2 separate regions of the Mus musculus genome follow, and region 2 is linked to region 1. The links are chromatin contacts, called in public promoter capture Hi-C maps. All regions are on one chromosome and are shown on one strand. The core of a region is the stretch at or near the end of the contact, and the rest is flanking DNA. Distances in the headings are between cores, read along the strand shown. Region 1 holds the start of Arhgef38 (Rho guanine nucleotide exchange factor (GEF) 38). Region 2 overlaps Cxxc4 (CXXC finger 4).

The links. Promoter capture Hi-C pulls out the DNA fragments that hold promoters and counts their contacts.
Region 2: a contact with region 1 is called in a promoter capture Hi-C map of stem cell-derived epiblast-like cells, with 2.7 times the contacts expected there. The contact joins the enhancer-like site here to the promoter of Arhgef38 in region 1. A contact is called at or near these places in 4 of 39 promoter capture datasets (embryonic stem cells, liver, pre-B cells and 1 more) and 1 of 115 datasets of contacts at active chromatin or transcription factors (forebrain).

Annotation. Positions count from the first base shown.
Region 1 is chr3:133,232,686-133,238,369 of GRCm38.p6, reverse strand. It overlaps Arhgef38 (Rho guanine nucleotide exchange factor (GEF) 38), which reads left to right and starts at 3,421. Exons shown (of 14, transcript NM_001368752.1): 1 at 3,421-3,742. The coding sequence starts at 3,547.
Region 2 is chr3:134,257,675-134,262,843 of GRCm38.p6, reverse strand. Cxxc4 (CXXC finger 4) reads right to left here. Exons shown (of 4, transcript NM_001004367.4): 4 at 754-4,791. The coding sequence ends at 4,747. Among named protein-coding and RNA genes, the nearest start is that of Mir1895, 20 kb to the right of the region's middle. Within about 2 kb of position 3,368, at least 7 of the 459 cell types and tissues checked have an H3K27ac peak or open chromatin away from gene starts, as enhancers often do. A contact at or near this core is called in stem cell-derived epiblast-like cells, where this site is marked.

The DNA.
Region 1 (5,684 bases), core at 2,172-4,671:
GGTTTCTTTTGTCTTGCCCCACAGAGGTTTCAGTCCATGCTGGCTGGCTGCCTCTCATACTTCTGGGTCTGTGTGAGGTAGAGGATCCTGAGGAAAAGCTGTGACTGAGAGGAAGTCAGGAGTCAGAGAGACAGAGAAGAGTCAGAGGGAAAAGATGATCTTATTAAAGCACACCTCAGTGGCTGCTTCCTCCCACCAGTCCCCACTTCCTGCCTCCCATGGCTCCTTGGTAATGACATTGTATTATGCATCCATGACAGAGTTAATCCAGGAGTTAACTCAGAACCCTCAGGATCCCATCACTTTCCAAATTCCTTCATTAGATAGCTAACTCTTCCCCAACTCCAATATCTGCTCTGGAGACCAACTAAAACAAACCATGCCAGTAGTTTTGGTTATTTTTACGTCTACATAGAAAAGTCCTTCAAGGGCCAGTGAGATGGATGGCTTAGTTGGTAAAGGTGCCTGCCACCAAGCCTGACAGCTTAACTTCTTCCTCTGATATAATAAGGAGGAAGAAGAGAATTGAATTCTGCAAATTGTCTTCTGACCTCCGCTAGTGAGCCAATACACACATAATTAATGAAATATAACTTTAAATTTTAAATAAACCACCATGAATAACTGAAACACATTTGCCACAGAATCTATACTAGCTATGATACATATCCTATAGGTATAGGATATATATCTCCGTTATTAAACGAAAATTCTGTAAGAACCAGAATCTGAATAGAAATGTGTTTGTTTCAGAAATACAAATTTGTTCCAGAAAGACTGACAAGTTACGGAACTGTTTGAACACAGCACAGTTTCATATTTGCTTGGGTGTGTGATTGTGTCCACTTGAAACATTTAGGTTAATGAAATGAAATAAAAAATCATATCTAGATAAAATGATGACTGCGGAGAACACAGAAGTCAGCTGTGTGTCCTGTAAACACTTCGGGTGACCTCAGGCCCTGACTGTGTCACGGATGCCATCTCCCCATCATCTACTGTGGTATTTCTTTGTAACTTCAAAGGCTCTGCCATTCCCTAACTCACACAATGCAGGCTTTCTGAGGTGCAGGGCCATAAGCAAATGCCAGAACTTTCCCAAGATAGAGGACTACATTTATGGTAGCATTTGCACGTTCCTTGGGTGTTTGAACAGTGCCCTACACCTGTAACCTTAGGTGTAATTCAGGACTGCTAGGAAGATCACAAATGCATCGTTAGTTTAGCTTATATGGTGAGTTTCAGGTCAGCCTATATAAAAAAAGCAAAGACTTTATATCAAAACCAAAGCAATGCCAGCTATGGTGGGGTATGCATTTAATTCAAAAGAGAGAGAGAGAGAGAGAGAGAGAGAGAGAGAGAGAGAGAGAGAGAGAGAGAGAAAAGGATCTTCATGGGCTCAAGGCCAGTGTCTCCTGCACAGTGGGGGCCAGGCCTGTCAAAGCTCAAAGCTTTATAGTGAGATTAAACAAACACACAAGCCCAGAAGCAATGTGGGCTCAGGAGGTGGCTCGGTGGTAAAGCAAGCACTTGCTGCTCAAGCAAGGACCAGAATCTGGATTCCCAGAACTCATGAGAATGTCTGGAAGGCACAGGCATGGCTGCCTAGCAAGCCTAACCACACAGGCTTGCTCTACGTTCTTCTGAGAGGCTTGCCTCAAAGAATACGGTGGGATGATTCAGAATGATCCCTGACAACAAACAACCTTGTTTTCCACGCATGCTTGCTTGCGCATGTGCACACATGTATGTGTGCCCGGGCAAATTTGCATGTACCCACATATGCATATAGCACACACATGAAAATAAAAGACATTAAAGCAAGCCAAAAAAAATCTATCATGTGTGAAAACATATAAAACATATTATCTATTTTTTATTGGTTTTCTGGGTTTTTTTTCTTTTTTTTTTTCTTGGTTTTTAAATGTCTTATTTCCCAAAAGTCTTATAGTTTTAATTGTACAAATTTTCAGTTACAACACTATACTGAAGAGTATAGCTCTGATAGTCATTATATGAATATAATATATATATAAACAGGTGGGATATTTTAATAAATAATAAACCATTTTACAGCTTAAAAAGTTTCTTTAAAGGTATTTATTCAGTATACTTGGGAGAGCTTGTTTAAAAAAAAAAACAGCTCTCAATTATCTCAAATAAAAGCCATTCAGTGTGCCAAGCTATATATAGATGTCTCTATGGTGAGTATTTATCATTTATCTCTTAAGGTAATTATGCAAATTGCATCTAGCCTACATATCCTGTGCTGGGGAAAAAAGGTTTTTGTCTTTCTCCTCCTCGATTATAATCTTGTCCAGGTGGAGTTGAGCAAGATTCATAATGGGCAGATGGAAGTTGGTGGTCCCTTTACTGTAGAAGGGAATCTATTTTTCTCTTCGGGGTATCTTTTCCTTAACAAGGGTGTACGCAAAACACTCAGCACATTCCCAGAGCTTCTGAGATCTCTCCCTTGGGAGAGCCCAATAAATACAAGGAAAAACAACTTCAAACAATGAAAGGCCCTTCCCCTTTGCCTTTCTCCCTCTCAGCCCTTGCTTCTGCCTCGTGAGCCTTCTTCATAATTCCCCATTTTCAGTCTGGTCTCCTCCTTTTACATTCCCTTTCCTCAGACCAGGAAGTTTTTAAAGAAATTAACACTGAGTCGTCTATTCTTAAGGACCAAGACATGAAAGAAGACTGGAACCAGGAAAAAATGGAGCCCAGGCAAAGGCAGCCTGTGGAGAATACAAGTTCCTGGGCTCTGGGGACATTTATCCTCCTCCAGTTTTTGACTCTCAGCGGGGGGGGGGGGGGGGGTGGGAGTAAAAAACTGGAGGAGAATAAATAAAGCCAGTGTGTGTGGGGGGATCACTCTCAAAAGTCAATCTTTACTTCTCAGGAGATCTGACCAGGGTTTATTTAGCCAGTCAGACTGTAGCAGATGATTGCCAATGGCGAAATTAGATGCATTGCTTTGAGGGCACACGCTCCAAATAAAAAACCACCCTGTCTTGCACTGTCATGCGGATGTAAATTGTCATAGCTACACACTGACTTCAGAGCCACAGGTGGGAGAGCAGAGGAAAGTCGCCCAGGGCTCCCAGCGGCGGGCACAACACAGTTCACAGAGTGCACCTGCGCACGCCCATGGGCACACGTTCAACCCGCAGGCTGAGGGTTGAGCTAATGTGTCCTTCCCTTCCCTCAGCCCTGTCTCACCTTGCGCACCCCCCCCCCCCAGTCCTTGCCCCACACAATGAGATTTTTGTTTGCTTCAGTAGCATGTGACATTAGAGTCCCTGCTTTGCCTAACTCAGTGCAGCAGGTCTCTCGGGTAACAGGTGGCAACTTCCCCTGTTGGATTGTAGGTATAAAAGAATATGACCTCATGAGGGGCGGAGCCTGGGGACTCCAGGTAGCAGTCACAGTCAGGTAACCCTGCAGTGAAGCTGTGTAGTTAGAAGGGGGGCAGTTAGATGCTGAGGTGCGCCCTGAGACACTTAAGCCACCTGCAAACCTCAGAACTTTGTCTCTTTGCCTCCGATGGAGCCCAGAGAAGCCGCTGGGAAGGAAACCATGGGAAGCAAGAAGAAGAACTTGACTTTCTTGAGATCCAGGCTGTATATGCTGGAGAGGAGGAAGACGGATACTGTGGTGGACAGCAGTGTTTCTGGGGACCACTCTGGTTCCTTGAGGAGAAGCCAGTCTGACAGGACCGAATACAACCAGAAACTACAAGGTAAACTCAAGAGGAAGCAGCTACCCCAGGTGGCTTCTCCGTCCAGCTCAGGTTTTGGCTGGCTCCCATTTGCAGAGACCTTTGAGGCAGAGGAGAAAAATCAAACCCAACCTTCCCTTCTTAGAAAACAAGAGAAAGATGTGGAAAGGGATTCCAGAGATACAAAGATTTTTATATGACCCAAATGGTTAAAGAGCCACCTCTGAATCTTTTTTGTTGTTGTTGTTTTGTTTTGTTTTGTTTTGTTTGTTTTTTTTCGAGACAGGGTTTCTCTGTATAGCCCTGGCTGTCCAGGAACTTAATACCCTTCAGTTTTCTCCAGTGAGAGTAATTTTTTCCCCTCTGCCTTCCTTGTTCCTTCTCCTTCCCCGACTCAAATTAGAGTGGGGGAAGGGCAGGTACACCTGTGATTTAAAACGTACAAAAGACAGTTTATCCCGGTAGGTGGCTCCAAGATGCAACTTCCATGCGATCCAGCTAGGAGACTGTACTGAACTGAGGCTGAAGTTACCCGGGATGTGAAAGTATAATCACGTCTGTAAAAAAACATAAGTAATGTTACAGTCCGTGGGACCCTCTGACGGAATTCCCCAAAATCACTTAAATGACTGTTACCTTGAAGTGGACTAAATAGAGTCCAGACAGGGCAGAGTTGGTCCACACAGTTATGCTGACTGACCACTGAGGAAAATAACCACTTTATTTTGTGATGTGGGAGGATAGTCTGGCACAGTTATTAGGACACATCTTCCATCTCTGGCCCTGGATTTCCGTCTCCTTCCCACTACCCTTTCCCCTTAAAGGTCATTGGCTCCATAAGACTTGATTTTAGTGTGATAGCCAGCAGGGCTTTATCTCCACCGCTGCACCTGTCCGGGGAGCCTCCAGATCTTGTCTCTCCTGTTTTGTATACAAAACGTGAAGGAGCTCCCCTCATCCCACTGTGACTTGTCACTGTAGACTTTAAAACTGCAATGGCATTAAAAGACCAAGGGGACTTACTTGTTAGCAGAACACTTTCCCCAGAAGCAAGCTTAGTCTTGGCTATGCAAATTAGTCAACTTAAATGCATTTAAACGAAATGTTTTGAAACTCTAACTAGGGCATAATACTTTTTAAAAAACTCCTTCATGGTTTGGCACTAAATTGCGGTGTCAGTCTTTCTCCTTAAAGAAGTTATTTTTAATGAGGGAGAAATGGTATTTGATCTTTGAATTTAACTTCCTTCAAGGCAGTGTTGGAAGGAATGCAAATCTTAGTCATGCGCACTTGGTTTCCAATTCTGATTTTTCAGTTTACTACATACAAGACTTTGGAGAAAATTACTTTAAATTTCTGCACCCCAATTTTCCTACTTTTGAATGTAAGACTAATGATATTTATCATATAGTGATGGATTGAATTAGATACTGACACAAACCTCTAGTACCTTGGCTGGCAGATATTACATACTCAATAGATAACAATAGCAGTTATTTTCAATGTGAAGAATAGTGGGTGCCCTACTAGGAGACAGGTCAAGCTGGATATTCATTCAAACATATATGCCTTATGTTTTTTTGCTTCTGTTTGTTCTTTGATACATTGTACAGGCGTTCAGACGCCCGTCATACTACTTCCAACAATGGGTGTTTTTCTTCCCATCAGATTCACAAATACAATGTCTTACTGCTTCAGGTTTTCCACCAGCAAAATAAATTGGAAATAATTTCGGAACTTACTAATACAGTAGTCAGTTGTTAGCCATTTTGCAGAGGCTCCCGGGCTACCTGCACCCTTCATTTGGTTTGTGAGCCTTCCCTGTTCTGCCAGACTTTGTCTCTGAAAATAGAAGGTCTCGGAGTTCACCCACATTCCTAGAAGTACTTGGGGGTGGGGATCACCAGGGAGTGTAGATGGTCACACTGGAGCTGTAACTTAGCTGGACTCCCGAGGGGGACGC
Region 2 (5,169 bases), core at 2,119-4,618, 1.0 Mb before region 1:
ATGTTAAACCTTAACAGTGCACCCATCAATGTACAATACACTTATAAACCATCTTCTCAAATGGTTTTATAGTCTATAAATGTGAAATCTTTGAATAGTATCAAGTTTTGTGTGTTCCTATACCAAGAATTTCAAGTTTTAATACCATACTCTAGCTGGGATATTTAGAGTGTGTAGTTTCAAAGGCACCTAATAAAAATAACCCTTTGTATTGAGCAGAGGTGAGATTCGAGCTCAGCACACAACAATTGAGCAGCATGGTGGACTGCAGCATTTCATGACAAGAAAAACTAACAATGCATCTATCAAGTCAAAACCAAGGGCGTGGCCAGAGACACAATTGAATGTGTTGCATTTCTTCAAGTGCAATGTCTTCAAGAATAACCTCTAAAGATTTTCACTCATGAGACAAAGAAGTCCTCAATGTTTTCTACAGACCAGGAGGAGACACAGCACAGGCTCATTTCCTCATCTGCAACTTAGAAAGTCTATTAAAGTTTCCAAGAAATATATCCTAAGTATCATGTTTGTCTTCTTTATATAAATTATAGAGATGATAGATGATAGAGAGATATAGAGAGAGATAGAGAAATAGATATAGGTGATAAATATGGATGAACAAAAAGAAAAATAATAGCATATTTTGTGAAAGATAAAACACCTTTACATCATAAACAATATTAGATTTTTCAGAACTGTGTTTATTAATGGAAACCCCACAAATAAAATTTTGTCATGGAAAAATGGAGATACTTTGAGTACTAAAGTCCTTTATTTAACAACACAGAAATCTCACAAAAACAACTTTACTGGGCAAATTGAAGTGATTTTTAATTTTTTTTACAGTTTTGTACATGCCCCATAAGTGATTTTTTCTTTAATAAATACACTGTTTTCCAAAACTGCTTTTTAAAATAACTGCACAAGCTTACATACACTTTTACACAAATATCTATTAGAAAATGTAACCGATAACTGCACAGTTCAGAACGGGAGGACACTGGGAACGGAGTACACTTGGTGGCCCATGTCCTGAAATATCTATTTGTCAATTGTGGAACGGAATCCCTCTGAACACAGGAGCTGTGTTCTACTCGCTAGGAATACAGATCTCAGTGTGAAATGTCAAATTTAATAAAAAACAAAATCTGAAACATTTAGCTGTTACATGAGAACCAACTGTTTGATATCGCTGTGAATCTCACCATGATCAAAGACCCACTACAGCTTTCTGCTCAACATATTTGACCCTGACTCGTGCCTTCATTTAACTGTGTCTCTATTTTCTTTCTTTGATTACTGATACAATCAGCTAGTCTTTCTATGCTTTAGCACTAATTGAACAACATCCACACCAGGGCTTCTGACAAAGGATGGAACATTCCATTCCTTTCATGATTACTTAATGTTAATTCATAACAAGCCCATTGTCTCTCACTCCCTGTGATTGCTTAGTATGAAATGGAAGGTTTGGGGTTAAACAAAACAGGAGACGTTTTTGCATACCCATACATTAGGGGAAGATATTTACTATTCATGTAATCTGGATGGAGTCAGTACTACTTTGTGAGTGGGCCTCTGTGTTTGTATGAGGAGAAGAGGAGTCCAACAGAAAGTCACTTTAGTCTGAAAGTCAATAAAGACAGAGCTCTGCATTATAATATTCTTCTGGTGTGCTAAGGAATAGCTAGATGGAGCATCTGCAAAACACACTATGTGCCAACGGCCCACATGTTCTCCTGTACTCCCCTCAAATGCTGCCAGGGAATGGCATCCGTGAAGACTGGACTCTTGTGTACGTGGACTTCTCCAGCAGCTTGAGCAACATCTGGTCTGGCATGTCAGTTTTAAGTTGTATATATACGACCTACAATCTGATTGCTAACTTCTAAATTTCCTTGGTATGGAAAATGAGACACACAGTGAGCCGCTGTTAAAAGTTATGTTTCATTTACATTTTTGAAATAAAGAAAATACACAGGCATCCCTTCACTGCCCTAAGGCTACAGGCTGTTGGTATGTAGATAAACTTGAGAAAGAAAACTAGAGGTAATGTAGAAGGCTCATTTCTTCACCATCACCAGTGAGAACTCTATCTGTACCCTACATTTTGTAAACTGAGTTTAAGAGGAAACATAAGAAGTGTGTGGCATAAGAGCAATTAGTGTTAATAATGAAAATGCAAAAAAAAAAATTAAAGAAAAAAGGCCACACTGTTCATCATGGTAACAAACAGATTCCTCTACTTAAAAATAAATGGACAGCCATGTGAAACAACACATTTACAATACACAAATTCATTGTCTTAGAACAAAAGCCAAAAAACAAACAAACAAACAAACAGAAAAATATATCAAGATATGCAATACCACCTTGAGTTTTTGACTTTCCATACATTGCTATGAGGTCCTTATTGTGTGCCTAATACAGTCTGAAAGGAAATTGGTTTCATTTATAATCATTTTTTTTCTTAACATAAGCAAGGGAAGCGTCCCATTCAAGTGTGAAAATAAATTTTCACGTGCTCATAGTTCACTAACAAATTGTCCAAAATAAGAATAAAATAAAATAATAAAGTAAAAATTGTAAAGAGACAGACAGACAGGCAGACAGACAGTGGGACAATAAAGAAATAAAGAAATCATAGAACTCTCATTGGTCCTACAGCAGAAACAGAAATTATAGCTTCAAACAGTCTAGGGAATTCACACGGAGGAGAATGCTATCTCAAAAGTAATACACAGCACATTTTACCTTTTGATGAGTTCATCCCTCTTTTTAAGCATAGGCAGGTGTAATACATAATACATTTTCCTCACAAACGCTGCTTGACCATACTGCAGACTAAGCACTGGTATGCTAGCCAGGCACATTCGTCCCACTGGTGCCTTACACTTGCGTCCTACAAACCTACTATACTCTCATCCAGATGACCAATGATGGCGTAGTATTTGACCTGCCTTTAGAAAAAAAAAAATGTCATCCCTCTTTCCATTCAAATCTAAAATGAAATTTTTAAAATATTCCCCTGTCAGCTTTTGAAGCCCTTTAGACTCTAAAGTCTTGGCTGACTTATCGATCTCTCCTGTTGCTTTCCTTTTGATTCAGCTGGCTAACCTGTCTGGTGGTCATAAAGAACAAAGAGGTAAGTGACGCGGCAACTTTGTTATTCTTTGTGTCTTTCCTAAACTATGTTTTATTCCTGAAACTGATTCTTTTAGGCTAGTTGTCTTATTGGGATGGGCATCCTTTGAGAAGCAAGACTGTTCTAGGCAAACCAACTCGTACAGGGTGAGGCAGCCCTGGTTCTATAAAGCATTCTGAGGTGGGAGTGGGGGATGGGCTGTCTTGTTTTTATGAAATTCCTCACACTGTGGCCTTGCTTCAGTGAAAAGAAAGCTTCCAGTGGTAAGAAAGGGGAGGGAAGCAGTGGGTGTTCCATGAGAGACTGGGGAAGAATAGTGGTCCAACTGAGAGACTAAGGAAAGGAAGATAAAGAAACAAAAAAAAAAAGCCTCCCTTTTAACCAATGTGCTTGATTATTTTGAACTTGAAAATAAGCCCAGTCATGCCTTAAAGTAGGCTTCAATGCATTTGAGCATTGTTTTAAACCTACCCATCCAGCGTCATACACAGAATTCAAACATTTTGAATACTCTCTGGTTTTTGTTTTTCTTACCCTTCCCCAAAGCAAAATAATAATCAAAGAATAAAAAAGCTTAAACAACCTGTGTATGCCTAGGGGAAAAAAGTGGTGTCAGGCATGAATTTGTCTTTCTATGATCTGATAAGGTTAGCCTAGAAAACACATTTTCAATTAAAAAAAATTAAAAAAGATAGAACTGAATCTGCATTTTCCAACTATTCAGCGTACTCCCCTTACAGTGCAACCCAAACATGTCAACTACACTAAATATCCGGGGGTATCCCCTCTGTACAGCTCGTTTGTAAGCAATGCAAGTGCATAACCACTACTCTAATACAGTGCTCAAAAGATTAATTGCAACCTTCATTGTAGCTTTCCCTCTTATATCAACACAACCGAAGGTCATTGCTGGATGCGGCATTATCTTTTAGTCTTGACAAACCAGCCAACAAGCCTCTACACAAAGATGCATGAAAACCACCCGCCGGTGTTGTTTCTGCTTCTAAAAACAACTGGCCAAAAAATATTTAAAGCTAAAATTTATTGCTCCAGATTTTTAACTTGCAGAACCATAGTGTTGTGTACAAACTGTTAATCTCCATAGATGCTCAGACATGATTGTCTCCTTGTGTCTAAACACACAAAATACAAGCTGCTATCTGTACAGTTTACAGTACTGAAACACATATATTTGAAAATGAAGTATAGATATGTACTTTGCAAAGATACATGATTTTACAGTCGGGGGTTACCCAAACTTATTATTATTATTTTTTTTTACAGCCACTTTCAAAATAGACAACAACTTCACTAGTAGAGCTAAATACATCAAAGGAAGAATCAGTGTATTGAAAGTAAATAAACTGGCCAATTCCCCAAACTTCCCTGTTAATTTTATGTGTCTTTTTTTTGTTGTTGCTGTTGGTGTTTTCTTTTCCTCTTGTTTTTTGTTTTTTGATTTTTTTTGAAGAAATCCCTATACATAAAATGAAAATAATTTCTGGATAATTTCTTCAATGGTGGACTAAGCGGTTTCTTAAAACAAGACATTAGTTTGCCCTTCATTCCCAAATGCCTTGAAAATAAGATACACTACAGCTTTAAAAGAACCATCGGAACGCTTCAGCGCTGGGAACAGGTGTTCTCTATAAGAAAAAAAAAGAGCAAGAAAACAGGTTAAGCTTTCTTTCTATGTCAATATAAAATTAGATATTTCTCCTTTCCAATTCAGCAATAGTTTTAGTCAACCATACAGAACACAAGGACATATACAAGCAACATATAATAAATGAAGAAATGCATAATCTTAAAATATAAAAATTATATTATTCAGTTTAATACTAATTGATTGACCCTAACGACTGAAACACATTATATACTTAAAATAAATGAAATACATCCTGGGATATGTGTAGCAATTAAAAGATGTTCAAGGTCTTAGCTAATGGCAAGAACAACTCGTACCTGTATGTAAATTCTGTGGCTGCCTCCTAGGAAACCCATATCACTTTATGTTGATTATG